Linked DNA regions of Bicyclus anynana: region 2 is linked to region 1. A link is a contact called in public Hi-C data. All regions are on one chromosome and are shown on one strand. The core of a region is the stretch at or near the end of the contact, and the rest is flanking DNA. Distances in the headings are between cores, read along the strand shown.

Region 1 (6,996 bases), core at 2,434-4,933:
GTCACATATCTAAAACTCTGCTCGTAGATTTCCTCTCTGCCACACGATGGACCTGGCACCGCACTGTGTATCCATGGAATGCTAAGATATTCGTCTCTTTCTCCAGAAATTAACCAAATACTGATATATTTTACTGAATGACAAAACGGACACATGTTTCGAAAACCTGTGTGAAAATTTTTGGGTCCCAAGGTTCTGGATGGTGGCATCGCACCGGAAAGCGTAATGTTGGCTGTTCCCCAGTGAGGTGACTAGTATGCGTAATATGCGTCCAAACGCCGTTTTTCGTGGAGAGATTTAGACAAATGACATTAGCAGCGCAACCGGCTACTTTACGAGATATGTCGTTGGTCGCATGCTAGGCATACTGACCAAGCAAGCGCGACTTGTTTTGCGGGATTTTGTTTCATACTGTGTATTAAGTAATAATAAATTCCAGGTCCTGGTGCCCAGTCCCGGTAGCCCCATCCCGGGCGCGCCGGCGGCGTGGAACCCCCCGCCGGGCATGGAGCAACACATACCCGTTCTCTTCTTAGATCTCAACGGTAGGTACTGAAATTTTCTCGTTGGTAAATTAGGTAAAAACCGTTCATGTGGTTTTTAGTATGAATGTGATTTTAGCTGAGTACGTTAAATTATTTAAGCCAGTAAAACTGGAGGACATTTGAAAGGCAACCTGATAGGAATCGGGTTGTTAGGAATCATCGCCTCTGGTACTTACTTCATTTGGAAAACCTTTACAGCTATTGGAAATGCCTTGCTTTATAACCGAAACGTTCTGGGTGGTGTGGAAAGGGAGAAACTTGTGGTTCTCGATTTAGCGTTCCGGATCAAAAGAATCGTTCTGGTAAGATGCCGTGTTTAAACTAGTTAAGGACATTGATTGAATAAGCAGTAGATATCCTAGCCAAGATAGCTGGCCATCATTTTAAACTAAAATAAAATAATCCCTGTTTATTTCCAAATCTTTTTTTATGCATAACTCATTTCAGTTTTACACCAACGCGCTGTCAGTCACCTGTCCACGTGTCCCTTTTCTAAATACACTTTACCACTATATTCAAAGCTAAAGAGACTTTGAAATTAGACAATTTATACAAATTATGGCTAAAAGGAGAACGTTATAGCCCAGTGGATATAACCCCGGCCTATAATTCTGAAGGCGCAAGTTAGAATCCGGTCCGGGGCATGCACCATCAACTTTTCAGTTATGTGCATTTTAAGAAATGAAATATCAAGTGTCTCGAACGGTGAAGATTTTTCCTAATTCTCTTCGTGAAGTCAGCCAATCCGCACTAGGGCAGCGTGGTAGACTATTGTTATGGGTTTAAACACCCCATACTGATAGGAGATTTGTGCTCAACAGTGGGCCGAATGAATGGGTTGTTAATGATGGCTAAAATGTTTGTAGCGGACGACCTGACGACGCACTCTTCGGGCGAGGAGGTGACGGTGGCGGGCCTGCACTCCATCCTGCCGAAGGAGCACGGCAACAAGTTCTACGAGCTCACGATACTGCACCACCACGACAAGGACGTGTCGGCCGTCGCCTCGTGGGACTCCTCCATTCACGACTCGCAGTACCTCAACCGCATCACTGAAGGTATCTGTCGTATAGCATACTAGTTGATCTGGTGAACGTTGTTCTGCTGCAACAGACTAAATTTAAATTTCGAACTTTCGCACATGTTTAGTGAAAAAAAAAAATACTTTGGCGCGTAGAAAATTATTGTTATTAGTTGTTTGTCAACTTCGACATTGATTTTAAAATTTTCTTTTTGTTTAGAGTAAATTAATAATTTGCGTTATGTACCCTACGTAAGCATGTTGTGTTTGCTTCAAGTAGGCACAATTACGTGAGGATGAGAAGCAGCTATTTTTAATATATGTTAGGTTAAGTAATTGTGCCAGTTTAGCAAACCAATGAAAAAAAAATAGTATTACACGTAAAATTAATGAAGGTATCCCGACCATTTTTGACTTTGAAATTCGGTATCACGCCGAAGACAGTATACAACGAACTTAAACCTCGTCAGAATTATCTCAAACAACAACACGTGTCTCAAACAGTGAAGGAAAAAACATCGTGAGGGAACCTGCATAATACCAGAGAATTTTCTTAATTCTCTGCGTGCGTAAAGTCTGCCAACCCGCATTGGGCGAGCGTGGTGACCTAACCCCTCTCATTCTGAGAGGAGACTCGAGTTCAGAGGTGAGTGAGTTGATAATGATTGTTTATGGCAGCGAACGAACGTGTGTACCTGATACTGAAGACGACGGTGCGACTGTCGCACCCGGCGCCCATGGACCTCATCCTGCGCAAGCGGCTCGCGTTGAACATCTACAAGCGACAGAGCTTCACTGATCGAATACGCAAAAAGATTGTCAGGTACATCACTATCATTTTTATTTTACTACAATTTTAGACTTTCATACTTAAAAAAATAGAACTCTTATAGGATCACTTTGGTGTCAGTTTGTCTGAAAAGATCCGTTATTGAAAAACCACAAATACTCAGGTCTACAGTCTCTTGAAGCTGTTATAAAAAAGAAAAAACTTCTAAACGTAAACAGAAAGACACGGCCTCATTGCCACAAAAAATTCAAACTAAATGAAAGTACTAAGACTCTCGATATATTTCGTGAAGAGTCTCTCTTTCGTCCTACTGCAACAGACGAGAGAGTCGTATTTCCGATTCGGCGCTATTGGTTGTTTTGTCTTCACGATATATGTAGTGGGTCGCACTATATGTGTCTTAGCAGCAATAGAGAAAAAACTGTTGTAACAAAAAAAAAAAACTTCTTCGCCTTTTCGCAAAAACACAATGGCTCCTGATAGACCTCCTCTTGGTATTTTGGAAAGTAAAGACAGTTATCGTTGGGTGTTTTCAGAAGCGATCAGTTGCCAGCGACGGGCGTGACCTACGAAGTGGTGTCGAACATTCCCAAAGCGTCTGAAGAGCTGGAGGAGCGCGAGAGCTTAGCGCAGATCGCTGCCACCGGGGAGGAGGCCAGCGCTGCCGATGGAGAAACGTATATTGGTTCGTATGTTAAACCTTATTGCTACGTACATAAGGATCACATAAGACAACCTTGTCATCGTGAAGTGTATTGTATCGAAACCAATATTGTCACAATGAACTTTATCCCTAGGTTCTTAAGATGCACAATGGTTTGTCATCATTGTGAATTGTAAACAAAGGATTGATACCTACGAAGATTTTTAAGTCGTTGTTCGAAGAGACCATGGACCCTGCTGCGTAAGGCGCAGTGTCGGTAAACTTCCCACATGATATCATATCTGGTTTATGATGTTGATGCAGGCGGTTCAAGACTCGTGTTTTGAAATCCTTACAAGAAAGTCTATGCCCAGCAGTGGCTCGCTGATAATAATGATGAAGATTTTAAATACTAAGTTCTGCATCCAATGACTCTCTGAAAGCCGTTTGTCTTTGGTTCACCTAGTTCGAAAAATTTTTATTTTTCGTAAATGCAAATACAACTTTCATACTAATGAATGAATGAATGAATTTGAAATTGACAGTAAAATGGTTGAAAAATGTGTTGAAAAGTGTGTCTTTAAAAATCGCCATTTTTTTTATCTCTCTAGAAAAGTACACGCGCGGCGTAAGCGCAGTAGAGAGTATACTCACGCTCGACCGCTTACGTCAGAGCGTCGCCGTGAAGGAGTTGGAACAGGCTCGCGGTCAACCAATCACAATGCGGAAAACCGCGTCCGTGCCTAACTTCTCACAGGTGAGTCTGCATCCGAAATTCAACCTTATGCATAACTTGTTTACGGTCCATTTTTATAACTCACACCCTTATTCGACAATACTCTATAGCGTTAAAGTGAGTATTTGATGAAATTTCAAAAGTACACATAGCTGTCACCACTGATGAGAAATCATTGTCTGATCATTCAAATATGAATAAACTTCAGATTTCTAAGTAATATAAAAAACAGTAGTATTTTTTTTTGTTTTATATCTCTTGTTCTTTTCTTAATAAACGATTTCTCTAATTTGAAATGAAAAAAAAAACAGTTGTACATCAAATTCAAATAAATGTATTGATCTGCAATATTGAGACTGTTACGTATAAACGTTTAACGGTGTATTGAGAATTACATGCAGATAAAGAAATAATAATTCGTTATTGTTTAGATATTTTTTTTTTCAATGATTTTTCATCAGTTTAGTATTTCATTATAAAAATCAATTGAATATTTAATTTAATTAACAATTTATTATTTTGCTCACGTAATCACAGCTTAACGTACGTATAGGTGACGTCACAATTTCGTATTACAACGCAGACGTGTAACAGTACAGTACCAAAGTGCCACTAGTATGTAATTATGGTATTTTCAGGGAACTTTCTCACGACGCGATGCGTTACAAACTTTATGCAACGCAACGCAATATGTTGTGCGTTTCGTGTCAACATTGCAAGGTGCAGAATTGTCGGATTCGGTGCATATCGATCAAGGGATCGTTGAGTCGCGTAGCGTGGTGAGAAAATACCCTAATACATTATGTTGCGTCTGCTTACATGTATACAACGCTGGTGCGGCACAGTTTTGTTATGTATCACGAACTGTTAGATTATGTATCGTATCCCCACCGGCTGACTCGATGTTGTGAAGCTTTTCACACGTTTATATTGTACGGAAGTGCGTGCGAGCTTTACTAAACTAATTAATTGCTTTTGGCTGGTAAACAATATTGTGACTAACAAATTAACATGCCATATTTTTCATATACATATATAAATAGTATATGAATTTCTATATCTATATATTATATGAATTTAACAGTGATCATTTTTAAAAGCATTATTTTTTGTATATTTTTTATTATTAATATTTTAATTTTCAATTTAAAATGTAACATGTATTTTTTTTTCATCAGATCTGTAAAGATTTTACGTTTTTAAAGAAAAGAAATGAAGTAAAATGTTAAAAGTAATCGAAATAATAATAGAATTATACTACCGCGTACGTAGGAAATAGGCCTAAATAGACTAAATATTAGGTACTACTCACACATAGTTACCGTCAAAAATTAGTTACCATTATATTATTTTAATTTTATGATTTTATTTTAAAATGCAGAATACATGCATAATTGTTATTGTCACAAAATACACAACAAGCAGTTACTAGAAGCTAATAATATAACTTTCTACGAGTATGTCAATATTGCTTGCCAAAGTATTGCATATACGAGCGAGTTTATCTGACTTGATTTTCATACCAAAAATATAAGACGGAGGTTATGTGTCCAATTTGGCATCGATTCATTTCCATTCATTTGTATAGTGTTTTTGAGAGTGTAGAGATGACATGATATTACAAGCAAAGTAGGTAGTATAGCGTTATTTTGGCATATTTCTAAATTCCTTAAATTTGATTAACGAACCTTATTTAAACGCCAGTCGTATTGCCATATTTAAAACATTTTTATGAACCGTGTCGACGCTAATTTATGATTGATATGTCTTATCATGTAACATTGCATCTAAAAATGCGCAGTAATTTACAATGTTTACAATGGTTAAGTCGATCCAAAAAGTTGTAATGGATAAATTGGCATCCATCTGATTATGCTATGCCAATTTGCGTGGAAAGTAGTTATTTAGAATGGAATGGAATGTGTCCCATTCCAACTAATTGCGTACAGGTTTGGAATTTCATAATCCAATCTTCCATCTTCATTCTATGACAGAAAAGAATTATACCCGTGCACATTAGCATCCATATGTTGTTTACGTTCAGTTGACACGAACGAAGCTTTTCGCTTCAACACTTTTGATAAGCTAAGACGCGGAATCTCATTCCGGTGTCAGTGTTTCCTGACACGTATGATTACCTTCAAAAGTCGATATATATCTTCTGGGCAAGTGCGTTCCGACCTTAACATCATTATTGCTTTCCATGAGTGTAATTGTAATTAAGCGCAAGCCTATCTAGTATGGAAACAATGCTAAATTGGCACAGCCTCCGTCTAATAATGTTCGTCACACAAAGTCTGATAAAGCATCGCATATAAACTTGCCTGTGTAGACAATATCTAATGTGTGTGTTGTGCTACGCACGCGTGCAGCTGTCGCAGGCGCTCGAGAACGCTGCCAAGAACGGGACCAACGTGAGTCAAAGCATGGCCCTAAATTTAGCCTTGCTATCCATTTCGTTGCAATTCCATCTGTTCTTATAGCCTAGGGTGTTCTATGGGCACTGTATATATATAAATTGTATTATCTTAAGGTGGAAAACTCGTAGATTAGAAGTTAGAATTCATAAGAAATCATCCTAATATGTTCCACTGAATGTTTTCATAATGTCCATACAGATAACCAGTTTTTTAAAACTAAAAATGTAATAGTATGTTTGATTCACTTAAATTATTTATGTATACAAAAATGAAAGTATATTTAATTTATTATTATTTATCTGCATATATAATAAAATTATGTACACAAATGAAGATATATTTATCTGCATGGACTTTATTTTAAAGTCAATTATCATCATCATCATAATTGTTGTATCATAATCATGTAATTTGATCGTAGCTTATGCTATAGATATTCTTAACCCACAAAATGTTGGCTCGACTTTAAATAATACAACCAGATTAGTATTAGAAAAAGTGTTTCAATACTTTTTTACTTGCAGTCCAAACCCCAAACTTATAATACGAGCGTATTCTTCTATTCTTATTTGAAATAAATTTCAGTTATGGTTGTCATGGACAAAAATTGTGCACAATCTCTTCTATCAAGCTGATATCTATTGACACTATTCCTCAAAATTTAAATTATAAAACAATTTACATTGAATACAAGTGCACTTGCACCTTTAAAGTTCTAAGGTAATGGGCAACTTACGGGTTCTACAAGTTTTACGCACACGGTCAAATACTGAAAAGTCACCTGTCAAAACAGTCTTATATAATATTTGCTTGTTTTTGACAAATGCACTACTGTGTGCAA
Region 2 (6,996 bases), core at 2,376-4,875, 230 kb before region 1:
ACTTCAGCGTATTAAGGAGTAAATTCCTTCATACCATAGAATCATGGCTAGAACACCTGAATTTAAGGGTATCCAACAGTATTTGTATAGGCACAGTAATTTTTGGTTCTGACGACATTAGTGTAGTGTCAGCCAGCTCCTTAGCTGATATTGCGGTAGCTCTATTGTATGGTTTGTTTTTATCTCTTAAGTGCGGCCTCTGTGGTCGCACCTACCACTTCCGGATTAAGCATTGGTGCCAGGTTGCAAGGTGCAGTTTTTAATATTCGTGTATAACCTCCTTGCTCGTATATTTTGGCACCTGACCCCGCTATGTGTTGTAGGCGAATAGCCAGATCTAGCTGGATGACATCGCTATAACACTTTGGTTGTGAAGGGTTCTCTCCTAGAATCATAGGAAGTTCATTGTCAAGTACTGATAATGTCGACTTCTACGAGTCGAATCTACGAGTAGGTACTTCAGCGCTGCTGTATCCGGATTGACGACCGTATTAGTCGAATGAAATTCACTGGCGGTATCAGCAACTTTCTAGTTGAAAAACCTTAAGCATTGGCACCTTTTATGATAAGAAAATACCAAACAGAATATGTTTTCACCTATTCTATTCCCCTATTCTAAGAGGGCAGCGGGCTAACTTGATAGGAGGAGGATGAAAATCCACACCCCTTCCGGTTTCTAGACGACATCGTACCGGAACGCTAAATCGCTTGGCGGTACGTCTTTTTCGGTAGGGTGCCAGAGCCAAAGCCTCCCACTAGCCAAGAATTTATTGCCGTGGGTTAATTAAGACAAGGTGATAGTCCCGGAGACCGCCACGCTATGCTTAATGCTAATGATTAATATCGTGTAGTGTGATATTCCCTTAGAATCAATCATAATAAGAATCATAATTTCAAAATTATTATTTGCGTTAATTACGGTAAAAATGATAGTCCCTAAGACTACCCGCAATGCTATGATTAATAAGACGCAATTATCAAATGTTACATTGATATTTTTTCTCATGTCGTTTATAGAGTGATAATCCCGTAGATTACCCGCGATGTTATATTGCAAAAATCCGTTTTTTCAAGTGATAACCCCGCAGGTTATTAATTGCGTCAATATTATTATTTTCGTTAATTACGGCAAAGTCCCTAAGACTACCCGCAATGCTATGATTATTAAGACGCAATTATCGAATGTTACGTTCATATTTTTTCTCATGTCATTTATAATGTGATAATCCCGTAGATTACCCGCGATGTTATGTTCCAAACATCCGTTTTTTCAAGTGATAACCCCGTAGGTTAACAATGATGTCTATTGACATAAAAAGATTATGAGGGTATATGAACTTATTTTACCTTCAATGTTTAATGTCCTGCAATGCGGACAATGAAGCGGGCGATGACTTGATGAGTTTTTCGATTCTGATGACACTGTTGATGAGGTGGACAATCTTCTTGGAGACTTGGACGACCTTTCTTTGTGTCGTGCGCGCGTCAGTATCTTACCCAATTTCTTAATTTTTCTTGCTATATTATCGTATTCTTCAGATAAAGGAGTTTGTTTTCCCTTTTCTAACACTAACAAAGGAAAGTAATCTTTGAACTGTTTGTTTCGTTATACAAAAAACTGACGCGTAGGCACGTGTAGCCCGGCGACGCACAGAATGTGTAATGAAGATTACAGATCCGGTAGCAGGGATACCAGTATAAAAAAAAAAAAAAATCCATCTCAAATACAGTGTGGACTGGCAGCACCATGTGTTTACTACTGTGTATACTTTGTGGTAATCTAGAGGACAAACCTGAAGCATAATAAGTTTACAAGTCACTAACTCTTTGAAAAATCAAAGAAAATCTTTTTTGTTGACGGTAGTTTGTTTTGCTATGTCTTGAATTTATTCTGAATTTATAGATAGATATTTAGATTTTTAAATTAATATTTAGTAACTACTCGAAAAATAAAAATATCCGAGTGGTACCCTTCCTAGCGGGGTGACATGTCCGGCCGGCGGAACCCCATTTTCAGCGCAATATTTAGTTAAATAAATATTTGTCTATAGTCAGATCGGGTAGGTATTTTAAACAATGTAAATAAACAAAAACATATGACTCAGGGGTGCTCAACATTTTACTACAGCATTATTAACGAATATTGTCATGAAATAGAAATAGAAATGGCAAATTTTGCCCAACATTGTGCAAACTCTATATAATAATTAACATAGACGAATTAGACATGGAAATGAAATAGCACCCAAATGCAGAAACAAAATGCCTGTCGTTTTTTGAAGGGGACGAGGTAAACTCACTCATCGAAAATATTTAACAAGAATAATATAATCTGTACACAGAACGTTAAATTAATGGATCGATGTTTTGCTGTTCGTTCGTTCGTTAGAAGAATAGAATCGATTTTTCTTTTAGATATTGTTTTTATTACAAATTTATTATAAATTATAATTATGTTTTTGACGACCTCCGTGGCGCACTGGTACGCGCGGTGGATTTACAAGACGGAGGTCCTAGGTTCGATCCTCGGCCGATTGAGGATTTCTTAATTGGGCCAGGTCTGGCTGGTTACCACCCTACCTACAAAACGTACCGCTAAGCGATTTAGCGTTCCGGTATGATGTCGTGTAGAAATCATACCGTCCATCTTAGATTGCATCATCACTTACCATCAGGTGAGACTGAAATCAAGGGCTAACATGTTAAGAATAACAAAAATAAAATAGAAATATTTTCAAATTGAACGTCACGTCATCTTTTACTGAATTAGAAGTCGTTGGCCGTTTTTCATGCCATTGAACTACTTACTACACAAAAAAGAATATTTAGGGAGTTTTTTAGACGACGAAAACGATTACAACAATGAAACATCGATACAACCGAACAATCTAACGCGTTTGTTAGTTTTTATACACGCGTTAGCCGCTCAACTTTACAAACACTTCTAAATGCCCCGCTCTATATAGGTAAATAGATCGTTGATTCTTTGACAGAGAGGTAACGTCTTGCGAGGCAGGTCTTTCTATTATTGGTCCGAGATAATTAATTTATTGTTTGTGAATCCGGGCTCAAAAGGGCCAGAACCCAGAGCCGTAAAGCTTATTATTAAAAATATAATGTATGTGAATCAAAACGAAAAGTGTCGCCCTAAAAGAACCTTTTTGAGAAGTGATATTGTTGTGTAAAAAGCCTAAAGTTGTGGACTATAGACTTTTAAAGGTTACAGTTTTTGTTAGAAAATTTTCTTATTCTTTTTGAATCTTTTGTCAAATTAAATAAATATCTCAAATTGTTTTTGAGTTATGAGTCAAAAACCGAACCCCTTTTCATTTTTAGTTAATTGTTTATAACTTTTGAAATTTTTGCAAGAGTGCCTCCAATTTTTTCAAAAACTAAGTTTATTCAATTCCGAATTGAATGACACCTCAATCATTTTTATAGGAGACGGAGAATTTTTTTTGTACTAAAGAGCACATATTGTGCTCGTTTATCCTTTGACACCTAAAGCGTTTATCTGATAAATATATATTATTTATCAGACTATTAATGTAGGCATGGGATTTTAATGGCAATATTTTACAATTATTTGTGTGTACCGGCTGTCAAGTGTCAATGTCAACGTCAACTGTCAAAGCATTATCAAAAGCAAATACAACCCACCAAAACCTTTGAAATTTGTTGTTTTTATTGTTTCGAAAATTAAGATGTTTAATGAAGATTAGTGTTGTAAGATTTTTAAACTATAATACGAAGATGGCTTCATCAGCGAAAAAGCTCAAACTGTCTGCGCCAACGACCACTGCCGAAGGCAAAAACAATAATATCAGTGATTTCATGAACCAAATACAAAAGAAGCGGGAAGGGACCGCTGAATCGATCTTAACATTTAATTTTAACAAAAAACGTGTGCGCATAATATCACAGGAGCAGGAGGTTGCGGACGGCTGTGAAGGTATAAACATTAATTACCCGCAGTTTCATCCACGTAGATCCCGTTCCTGTTAGAATACGGAGATAAACTGAGACTTACAAATATAAGTAAATGAATTCCTTTCTATAGGTAAAAGAATTTTCAAAATTGGTTCTGTAGATTCAGAGATTATCCCTTACAACCTCACAAACTTTACCTCTTTATTATTTCTTTAAAAAAAACTGGCCATTGAGATTTTTAGAAAATTTCATTACAATTTTCATCTAAGATTTCATTAAACTTTTGTTTACTGTAAGGCTTCATAGTTTGTTGATATGAGTGACACATAGAAATTGTATTCACAATATATCTTTATGATCAGCCTGTATAGTCCAATTTAAATAAATCATACTGTATTAGTCTTTATAGAGAGTCGCTATCAGTACTGTATATCAAAAGTCAATGTGTAATCTTTGAAACATACTGTAATATCATTTTAGGGGTGGCACACTTTTTAAAGTTTCATATTCAATATATTCTAATTATACAATTGTACTGAAGTATGCTGAAACTTAATCTTCCAGTCAAGTATGTAATACATAAAATAATATCTTAAAACAAAATTTTTATAATAAGTAAAGACCTGACAACCCTATATTTTAGCACTGATAAGAAAATGTTGCAAGTTCCTTGAGGTATTTGATCAATAGTCAGATTGCAGATAAGATAGGTTGACAGTACAACAGTTTTGACAATCTATCTATCAACTAATGTTTATCCAATCATAACAGATGTATAGTATGCACTAAGCGAGCTAACTTGTGAGGAGGAGGATGAAAGTCCACACCCCTTTCGGTTTCTACACGACATCATACCGGAACACGAAATCGCTTGGCGGTACGTCTTTGTCGGTAAGGTGGTAAATAGCCACGGCCGAAGCCTCCCACCAGCCAGACCTGGGCCAATTAAGAAAACCTCAATCTGCCCAGCCAGTGATCGAACCCAGGACCTCCGTCTTGTAAATCCACCGCGCATACCACTGCGCCACGTAGGCCGTCAAAACGGCGCCGGTCATACGTAAAGTCAAGCCGCATAAGCGACGGCGGGTGGGTGATAAACGTGCTCGGAGGAATGCCTTGCCGCCGCCCCTGTGCGTTGCGGCTGACACCTAAAATCTTTTACTGCGCAGCTTAACGCACAATGTTCGGAAACGTCATAAACATTGCATCTGACTATAATATGTTTTTTTTTTTTGACAGGTATAGTGTATTGGATGTCAAGAGACAGCAGGGTGCAAGACAACTGGGCTTTTCTGTTTGCACAGAAGTTGGCACTGAAGAATGAAGTGCCGCTCCATGTTTGCTTCTGCTTAATAGCCAAATATTTAGATGCCTCTGTTAGACAATTCCATTTTTTAATTAAAGGTAATTGGTATTTATTTTATAGCAGACTGGGTAAGTATAAATAAAATGACCTTATTTTCTACCAGCAGACCCACAGATTTATCTGCATAGTTCTGTTCCTATGGGAATACTGAGTTACAATAGCCTATGTTACTCGCTGATAATATAGCTTTCCATTGGTCAAAGCATTTTAAAATAGGATCAGATGTTTATTCGCGAAACAGAATGTTAATATTTAGATTTTTTAATGACAGACAGTATAGAGTATATTTCCATAGTCCATTGTGTGGCAGAGAGAAAAACTCCTCGCAATTCCCTGGACTTGTGAGCGATAGTGTAGGATTAAGGACATCCTTGACAGTTAACTAATACTAACACTTCTTTGATTGTGTTGTTCAAATTAAGTATTTAATTTTGTAAAATTTAATCACAGTTTTGGAAAGATCGCTCCTGTAAAAGTTTTCTAAAGTACAGCAATAGTAAAAGACATCACTTAAATTTATTTGCAGGTCTAGAAAAAGTAGCAGCGGAATGCAAAAAGTTAAACATATCCTTCCACCTGCTGGAAGGGAGTGGAGCAGACGCGTTGCCGCAGTGGATCATAGACCACAAGATAGGCGCCGTGGTGTGCGACTTCAACCCCCTCAGGGTTCCCATGGGGTGGGTGGAAGGGGCCAAGAAGAAATTTAAAAAGAATATACCATTAATACAGGTATAATGTTAAGTTAGTTAAGTTAGTTAAGTTCAGATTAGCCTATGTTATTTCCTTGAGGATATTATTAGGGAAAAGGAAAAGGAGGAAAAGAGGAGGAAAATAACAAGAACTTAAGACAGACAAAAATGTTACCGTGTTATAGGCTGAAAGGCGGGTACACGGCTAACAGGGCGATAGGAGGGGTTTTAGCCGGTAGGAGTCCGGCACTACCCTTTAGGGTGTCCATGAGGATTTCCCCTCCTGAAGAAGAATAAAAAAAAAAAAAGATTAGCCTATGTGGTTAAGGGTCATACTTATATAGTCTGGTTAGTTTGTTAATAACACTCCCATGATATGCGGGCGACAGGGAAAGGGAAAGACTGCGCGGGTGTGAAATCATGCGTGCGGGGAAGTGACGTGTATCAGTCGTGGGTTTTCATTCATCGATACACGCCCCCGGCCCGCGCGGAACATCGGGAGTGTTACGAACGAAGTCGCCATGCGACATGCCAGTTTAGCTGTTGATCCTGATTATTATCATTGATTGTATGATATTTTTAATCCGAAATCTGAGAATATAGATGTATCAAAGGTGCTTGCAATGATTTTACAATTTTTCGTAAAAAATATTATAGGAGTTAAGCTTGAAACATCAAATTAAGCAACTCATGTTATGTCCTTTTTTTAATATTAACTGTGTCTTTTTACATATACCATGGCGATAGTCCAAAGTTAGGGGATAGAAAATTAAATCTCTGGAAAGGTCTAAGGTTCCCCATTCTTCAAACTTTCTAATATATACTACTAGCGGACGCCTGCCACTTCGTACCTAGACCTCTTTAATCCGGCCCTATGCAAATATGCAAAATCCGTTCTTAGTAGATACCTACAAACTATAAACTACCTCCCTGCTAAATTTCAGGTTTGTAAATAAAGCGGTTTCGAGATTTCGTGACGAATGACCTTTCGCATTTATATATTAAGATTAG

What was found. A called contact is a pair of places that touch in the nucleus more often than the background predicts.
Region 2: a Hi-C map of whole body shows a contact between it and region 1, with 2.1 times the contacts expected there. The contact joins the promoter of LOC112055963 here to the enhancer-like site in region 1. A contact is called at or near these places in 2 of 2 Hi-C or Micro-C datasets (whole body and whole larva).

Annotation. Positions count from the first base shown.
Region 1 is chr1:16,085,113-16,092,108 of ilBicAnyn1.1, reverse strand. LOC112044204 (kinesin-like protein KIF13A) reads left to right here. Exons shown (of 38, transcript XM_052884050.1): 24 at 440-545; 25 at 1,412-1,603; 26 at 2,245-2,389; 27 at 2,893-3,041; 28 at 3,611-3,756. Among protein-coding and RNA genes, the nearest start is that of LOC112044201, 24 kb to the right of the region's middle. Within about 2 kb of position 3,683, at least 1 of the 8 cell types and tissues checked has open chromatin away from gene starts, as enhancers often do.
Region 2 is chr1:16,313,901-16,320,896 of ilBicAnyn1.1, reverse strand. It overlaps LOC112055963 (deoxyribodipyrimidine photo-lyase), which reads left to right and starts at 3,625. Exons shown (of 8, transcript XM_024096266.2): 1 at 3,625-3,952; 2 at 5,170-5,334; 3 at 5,823-6,025. The coding sequence starts at 3,712.